2 separate regions of the Mus musculus genome follow, and region 2 is linked to region 1. Evidence: chromatin contacts called from public HiChIP or PLAC-seq data. All regions are on one chromosome and are shown on one strand. The core of a region is the stretch at or near the end of the contact, and the rest is flanking DNA. Distances in the headings are between cores, read along the strand shown.

Region 1 (3,813 bases), core at 1,161-3,660:
GGAAAGACACTTTCTGTACGTTCATTGATGAGTACTGTACTTCATCTGCTATAGGCTAACATATTTGTGAACCCACACAGTTCACTAAATATCACACAACATTGACTCTAAGGAACATCCCAGTTTCACAGTAATATAAAAAAAAAGTGTGTGTAGGAATTATTCTATTCTTTTGATGATGATGATGATAATGATGTGTGTGTGTGTGTGTGTGTGTGTGTGTGAGAGAGAGAGAGAGAGCTTTTTCTTTCCCACTCAGTCACTTACTTGCTGGCTAGTTTGCTGCTTTATTTTCAGTGCCAAAACCTTGCCTGTCTCTTCCATATCTCATGTCTCCACATCATCATGAACCAGTTGATACTGATTTAGACCATTTCCCATGAGTCTCCAGAAAGACATGCACTTATAGGAAGACCACAGCCTAATTATTTAAGAGCCTCACTACACGGTGTGTCATTAGGAACTTCCTCCGGTGACTGTCAACAAATTCTTTCCAGGGTCTGGCCTAACTCTGTTCTTCCTACAGTCCCTGCTAATTCACCACCAGCACTGTTTGCCTATCCCACACAGTTGCTTGGTCAGCCTGCCTATGGACATGGGAAAGATTTCCCTACAGGCAAGCTGTTGAAGAAGACAAGTGTGGGCCTGGGGGCGGAAGCTTCGGACTGTCATCCAGTTTTCTCTAGCACAGGAAACATGGCTCCCGGGCATACTCTGAAACACCAGGGCCTTTTCTTTCTTCACTCCAGGAGACAGAGTGCTGGAACAAAGCATCTCTGGCCCTCTTAGAGCTTGCTTCCTCTCCTTAGTTTGGGATTCTATGGGAGGAATTTTTGTTGTTGTTTTGTTTTTTGAGACAAGGTTTCTCCGTGTAGCCCTGGCTGTCCTGGAACTGGCTCTGTAGACCAGGTTAGCCTTTAATTCCCATGTATCTGCTGTCTCTGCCTCCTGGAGTGGTGGGATTAAAGGTGAGCCAAGAGGGTCTGGCTTATGGGGGGAAGGATTGCATCCATAGATGATAATAGACCACTCCTAAGCTGGGCCACTGGCTCCTAACAGCAGTGGGTGTTGGTTGGTTGGTTGTAGGAGTTAAGTCTGGCTCTTCCTCCCAGTCCTGTCCATACAGACATAAGATATACTCTCTACAGTTTGTTTTTCCCAAGACCCCTGTTTTGCTTCTTTTTTGAGCCAAGAAGATACAGATGCTGGCTTGCCTTTCAACTTTGAAAAGGGGGCAAGTCCCTTCAGGAAATCTTCTTGGTAGTAGCGTGCCTTCAATCTGCTTCTGAGGACAAATCCTAAACGGATTGGGAAGGTGATGATCAGGTGATGACCCAGTCGGTCAAGGGACACGGACCCTGCTGAGAACTGAAAACTAATGGCGGGGATCCCTACTAACAGATTTGGGGGACCGTTGGAGATGATTGGATAGGTATATTCTTGACCAAGTTTCCTGGGCATGTGGCAGGCTATGAAGTCCAGACAGGGATGGGGCCAAGGCCACAGGAGTCTGGACCTCAGAGGCTGTAGGAGGTGTACATAGATGTAAAGAAAAAGAAAGGTAAGTGGATCAAGAGGGAGGCAGGCAGTCTCAAGGTCTAGACTACTAAGCAGGCCTCACTTTTTCTGGCTCCGAGCAGAAGGCACCATCTGCCATCTCAGTGCTGCAAGCTGAAGTATGCATTGAGTTGGATCTTGGGGACCTCCTGGCCCAAGCCTGCCTCTCAGCTGCAGTTTCCTCAAAGGGTTCAGCTATTCCCGCACCCTCAAATCCAGCTGTGGCTAGGTTAGGGGCCAAGCTCCCACTGAGGCTAGTTAAGCATCTCTCTCTGATATCAGGCCAGGTCCAGCCATCCAACCTCCTCCTTGCACTCCCCTGCCATGGACTCATAGGCCTGCCGGCAGCCCGTGATCCTCTGGCCAGATCTAGGGCACAGGGCTGTAGATGTAAGCACGGGTGATCAGGGGCCGTACAGGGCATATATGTCCTCGGTCACAGGGCTCCTAAGTCCACTGCGTGCAGGCGGGGCTGTGGGAGAGCCGGTGCAGGGAGGTGACCCGGCAAGTAGCCAGGCCCAGGCCTAGGAGTAGGCCGGGCTGTCCAGCCTCAGTGGGAACAGGGCACAGCGACCCAGCTGCCCGTCCCCTCTTCCCTCCTCTCTAATCTAAACCATGCGGGGCTCCAGGCCCCTGCCCAGCCCTAGGACCAAGGCGAGGACACCCTTTTGTACTGCTGAGAATCCCGCAGCCCAATTGAGGCTTGGGGTCTGGGAGGACCGAAGAGTCCCAGGACCCTAGAATTCCCCCTCTCCGGGGGGGGGGGGCGGCAGGCGAGAACTGATTGACAGCTGCGACGTCAGCACGGAGGGGGGGGCGGCCCCGGAGGGAGGGAGGACCAGGAGGAGGGAGCAGAGGCCCCAAAGTGCAGCCTCGGAGATCAAGGGCCCGCTCTACACCCGGGATGTGCTGGGCCCCGAGGGCGCAGCAGGCAGCCGGACGGTGACCCAGAGGCCCAGGCAGACTCCCTGCGGTCCCGTTCCTCTAGGACCTGAGCTGGTTGCAGACCTGGGGCCGCAGGAGCCTCCGCATGCTGCGGCGCAGTTAGGGTGAGTGTGGGCTCCAGCCCGTCGCCGGTGAGCAGGGTGCGGGGCTGGGGTCATTCAGCTCAGGTTTAAGCAGCAGGATCCAGAGGGATGAGCTAAATAGCGGGCAACTAGGGTAAGGGCCTGGGGTAGTCAAAAGTCGCAGGAGGATCGCGACCGTGCCTCGGTAGCCAGGTACTTGCCCCGGCGACACCCAGTAGCAAGGGCACAAGCCCCATAATCTAGAGTAATGGGACTAAATGGGTCTAGGGACCTAAGAGTATTATCGCTTAAGAGATGGCTTTCTAAGGACAAGAGCTGTGGCCTTGAAATTCGAATTTACAGAATAAGAAAGGGAAAAAAAAAAGTCTTGGGACTAGCGGTGCACACTGAAAATCCACGCAGAAATGTGGGTAATCAGAACTGTGGGCTGTTTGATACCACAGGCTCCTCAGATTTAAATCAGTGGCCGTTACTTAAGTAACAGTAATGTAACAGTAGCTCAAAATGACCACAATGTGAACAATTACCAAAGAAAGAACGAAACCGTTAACTGATGAAATCCTTAGGATTTTTGTTAGAACAATAGTTTTTTTTTTCAGAATCAAATGAAAATAGTAATAACAATTTGAAAAGGGTTGAAGTCAAAATAACTTCAGTACGGAGAAAAAGTAACCGTAAAGTCACTATCCATAGTATATAAGAAATAATACTGATATAGCAAAATACTGAACTGAAGTACTGTAGGAAATGAGCTAGGGAAAAGATGAACAACATATATATCATGGGAAGTTCCTTCGGTATCATTGCGAGACTATCACATGATGCATTGTTGATCTCCTATCAATATTATGTTAACCAGAACATTAACAAGTAACCTTAATGCTTGTAGAGACACATTGATGAGGATTGCTGGAGTAATGACAATTTATGAGCAAGTATTAGTAGTCATAACATTGTAAATAATGCCCAAGTAATAAGTATTATACCAATGCGCTGAGAAATAACCAGAATATTAAAGGCTACGGCAGTATCACAGATGGTGACAAAGTAGCAAGCAGCCATTTGTGATGAAAAAAAAAAATAGCAGGCAAATTAAGATCCATACCGTGGCAAATAATGACAGAGTTACGGGGAGATACGATGAATAATGATGATGCCTAGAATATCATAAACAATCCTAACAAAACGAATTGTGGTAAGATAACAAGAACGATTATAATGATATAAA
Region 2 (3,863 bases), core at 266-2,765, 56 kb after region 1:
CTGAAGTGTTTCGGGATCCTTTCCTGACTATCTACTGCAGAAATGTCCTCCTTGTTCCCTGATGCTTACACCTTGGCACCAAACCCCGTCGTCAGTCTAGCACAGGGGCTGTGTCGTCAGTCTAGCACAGGGGCTGTGTAAATGAATAAATCTTTGCTGTTTACACTAAACTTCCAAGAAAGGATAATTATCCCTACTTTATTTTTAAAAAGGGAAATGGAGATTTGAGTCTATACTGGTCCAGGCTACATAAGCTGTGACACTTGATTTAGAGGCCCAAGCTTGGTGTTGCATGCCTGTCATCCCAGCACTCTAGAGACTGAATCAGGAGGATTACGAATCTGAGCCCAGCCCGGGGCTACATAGTGAGACTCCATCTCAAAAATAAAACACATGAAAACTAAACAACAGTAAAAGCCTTGGAATCAGTTGAGCATCCCTGTCAGGGTGCCTGAAGTTGAGAATCTAGATGTGGTTCAAGGCTGAGCAGCTGGAGGCCCTGGAAGTGGGGCAGGCCAGTTACAAAGTACCCTGCTCTGCAATTACACTGGTCCTGCTGGTCTGTACTGCCTTGGCTTTGTGTAGTGGGAATCCATCTTTCTGGGGAGCCATCCATCTTTCTGGTGAGCAGACACTATTCTCTCAAAACACATTGACTGAGACTTCCGAGGCAGATCTTTGTGGCGTTGTCCACCAATGATTTAGAAACTCATTTTAACCCAACAAAGCTTTGGGAGTATTTACAGAGAAGTCCCCCGAATGTCTGAAACTAAAAAGAATGTCTGAAACTAAAAAAACAAAAAACAAAAACAAAAAAACCAAAATGTATCAATTTTCTGAGTGCCCAGCTTAAAAACAGCTCAGAGACTGGGTGCCAAACTTCAGCCCAGAGTGAGTTTTTACGACTCAAGCTGTAAACCTATGAAATTAGGGGTTTAAAATGGAAATGCTGACACAATCTGCACGTCTTAGAATGTCAAGGACCCGTGGGGGCAGAGCTTTCTGCTTCCTGCTGTAGGGAAGTGGGGGGTGGGGAAGTCCCTTGCAGCAGGAGGAAACTTCCTGTCCAGCTTTGGGGCCTCTGATTCTCTTCTCAGACCTCCCCAGCCCCACTGTGGCCTGGCTGGAAAAGGCAGCTCAGATCCAGGCCCATCTGGAGATGCTCAGGGTGAGGCCCCGCCAGGCTGCAGAGCCCAGCCTGCTGGGGCCTCTCTGGTTTCCAGGCTCCCTGGTGCTGCCCTGACTGGCTGGGCCCCAGCCGCTTTGAACCTGAAGCCTTCCAAGGCACGTTGCAGATCTATGCTCTTTCTAGGACCAGTCAGCACTTTTCCTCTGAGGCTCTTCTGTGGCGGAGGAAGCAGCCATCTCTAAAGTATCCAGGCTGGGCTCACTAATGGCTCCTGGCTGGAACTGAGTTAGTGTCCCTCTAGAAGGCAAGTGTGTATCAAAAGCTTTCTCTCTCATGGCAACAAAGAGATCTGTAATGACTGCTGTCTGAAAAGTTACTCAGCGCTAGCCAGGCTCCAAGCATGGAGACTGAGTCATACTGCCCAGATTCAAAACCTCACTACCTAACCTCATGGGACTACTGTTCAATTTAGGCAAAAGGCTTGGCATTCCCTAGGAAGACCTGGATGAGGAAGGCCCTTTTCTCTTGGAAACCAGAGGCAGGATGGGGCAGGAGCTGAAGGGAGGGGAGAGGAAGGGACAGGAGCTGAAGGGGTCAGGTCTTGGGGACCTGCCCGTGAGGGAAGTCAAGAGGGAGAGGGACGGGAGGACTGGACACTGATGACTGCAGAGAGCAGTTTTGTTTGCATGGTGCTTTACAGTTTACAGTTGGAGCCATTGCATCCCAACATCTCTGGGAGGTGAGTTTAATCTCTACTTTAAAGAGTATGGCTCTGAGGAGCTAAGTGACCTGGCCAAGGACAAAAGGGGAGGAAATGGGGAGCCCAGGCTAGAACTGAGCACCCGGGCACCGAGGCTGGCACTCTACTGATTCACAGATTCCACAGGGCACCAAGCAGAGGCTGGTGAGGATGCTGGAGTTCTGATTGCCTGATGACTCCTTAATGTACAGACTTAGGCTAAAAATGCATGAATTAATTATAGACAGGGTCTTACCCAGCCTTGGTTGATCTGGAACTTGCTATATAGTGAGGAATGAACTTGAACTGTTACTCTTCCTGCCTTCACCCCCCTCTCCCTCCCCAGGGCCGGGTATGTCGACGTGCACCACCGTCCTCACCATGCCCCTGTTTATGCAGTGCTGAGAGTCAAATGGTGGTCTTCATGCATGTTAAGTAAGTACCCTACCAAAGGAGCCACAGCCTAAGCCCCACAAAACCGATTCTTATACCTTTAAAAATGGCTCTCTACCTAAAAAGAGTATATCACATTTTCTTTATCTCTGAGAATTCAGAAAATAAGCTCCCCTCACCCCCCGGCCTCCAGCTTTTTTTTTTTTTTTTTTCTATTCTAAGGATTAAATTCATTCAGAGCCTCCCACATGCTAAGTGAATGGTCTCTCTCTGAGCTACATACCAGGTCAGTGTATTAGTTTGAAAAAGAAATTATATCTAGTTTTTCTGAGCTTCATTTCTTTTATGTTTTCTCAAATGTTAGTTTTAGAGATTACCTTTCTCTCTGAGGTTATCTTAGAAATCCTTTAGGCCATGGTCAGAATGTAACTGGAGAATAACAGTGTTTGTGTGCTGGAATCTCAAAGGAAGACATGGAGTCATTCGGGGGTCATCATGTCTTCTGTAACATGGAGAATTTTGTACATTGCTACAGAAATTGGAAATTGTCTTTGTTTTCTCATGTGTATTCATTTTCATTGCTACCTTGTATATTCATTTTCATTGCCGCCTTTTCTCCCTCCTCCCATCTCCCTGCTCCCCTGACACGAGGCAGATTCACTCTGCAGTCCAGACCGACTTTGATTTGAGATTCTCCTCCGCTGTTCTAGTGTTGGCAGTGTGGGTACACAGCGCCATGCCCAAATAAATGTTATTTTTTAAACAAACAAACAATCAAACGAACAAACAAACAAACAAACCAGACAAAAACCAAGAACCAGAAATAAGATCATTAAAAGTAGACAGCCAGTGCCATGCAAGGTAGAAAGTCAGGGCACACCTTGCATCTTGCAGGATGCACAACCGAGAACATTGTATATCCTACCTCCAAGAGATCAGCTCAGAGGCAGAGGGCAGTAGCACCACTGGTATTGCGGAACTACAGCTCAAGAGGACCAGAATGAAGTAGTAACATTGAACAACAGTTAACAGAGAAGCTAATTTACTGCAAACACTGAAACACATTTGGACAAAGTGGACCAGTGGGGAGTGTAAGATCCAGGGGACCAAGATGGTCAACAGGGTCCAGGAGACAAAAGCACAGAGCCTCAGAGTGAGGGGACTGGCAGGGGCTTCAGAGGTGTGATAGTTACTATTGTCATAGCTATGCTTATAGATTCATTCAAATTAGCTATTTGATAAAGTATACCTTATGCTATGATCTATAGTCAGTTGTCACATCTCTAGCCCATTCATTAAAAGGATTAGTCCCATTCTTTAAGAGTCTTTATGAAACCTTGAGTTCAGACAGACAAATTACTCTATTGATAGCTTCGAGCTCAGTGACAGACAAGGTTTAGATGTTAAAAGTTAGCAGATAGCTGGGCAGTGGTGGCACACACCTTTAATCCCAGCACTTGGGAGGCAGACACAGGTGGATGTCTGAGTTTGAGACCAGCCTGGTCTACAGATCGAGTTCCAGGACAGCCAGGGCTATACAGAGAAACCCTGTCTTGAACCCCCGATGATATAAACAGCTCAAGCTGAATGTGGTAATTCCAG

The links. HiChIP or PLAC-seq counts read pairs in DNA pulled down with a chosen protein or histone mark.
Region 2: a CTCF HiChIP or PLAC-seq map of the NIH/3T3 cell line shows a contact between it and region 1, with 10 read pairs. The contact joins the enhancer-like site here to the promoter of Tbx4 in region 1. A contact is called at or near these places in 1 of 15 datasets of contacts at CTCF or cohesin (the NIH/3T3 cell line), 3 of 484 Hi-C or Micro-C datasets (bone marrow-derived macrophages, granulosa cells and nephron progenitors), 5 of 115 datasets of contacts at active chromatin or transcription factors (embryonic stem cells, neural tube and pancreatic cancer cells) and 5 of 9 other capture datasets (adipose tissue, embryonic stem cells, liver and 2 more).

Annotation. Positions count from the first base shown.
Region 1 is chr11:85,883,957-85,887,769 of GRCm38.p6, forward strand. Tbx4 (T-box 4) reads left to right here and starts at 2,411. Exons shown (of 9, transcript NM_011536.3): 1 at 2,411-2,606.
Region 2 is chr11:85,940,871-85,944,733 of GRCm38.p6, forward strand. No RefSeq gene overlaps it. Among named protein-coding and RNA genes, the nearest start is that of Tbx4, 56 kb to the left of the region's middle. Within about 2 kb of position 1,516, at least 73 of the 459 cell types and tissues checked have an H3K27ac peak or open chromatin away from gene starts, as enhancers often do. A contact at or near this core is called in the NIH/3T3 cell line, where this site is marked.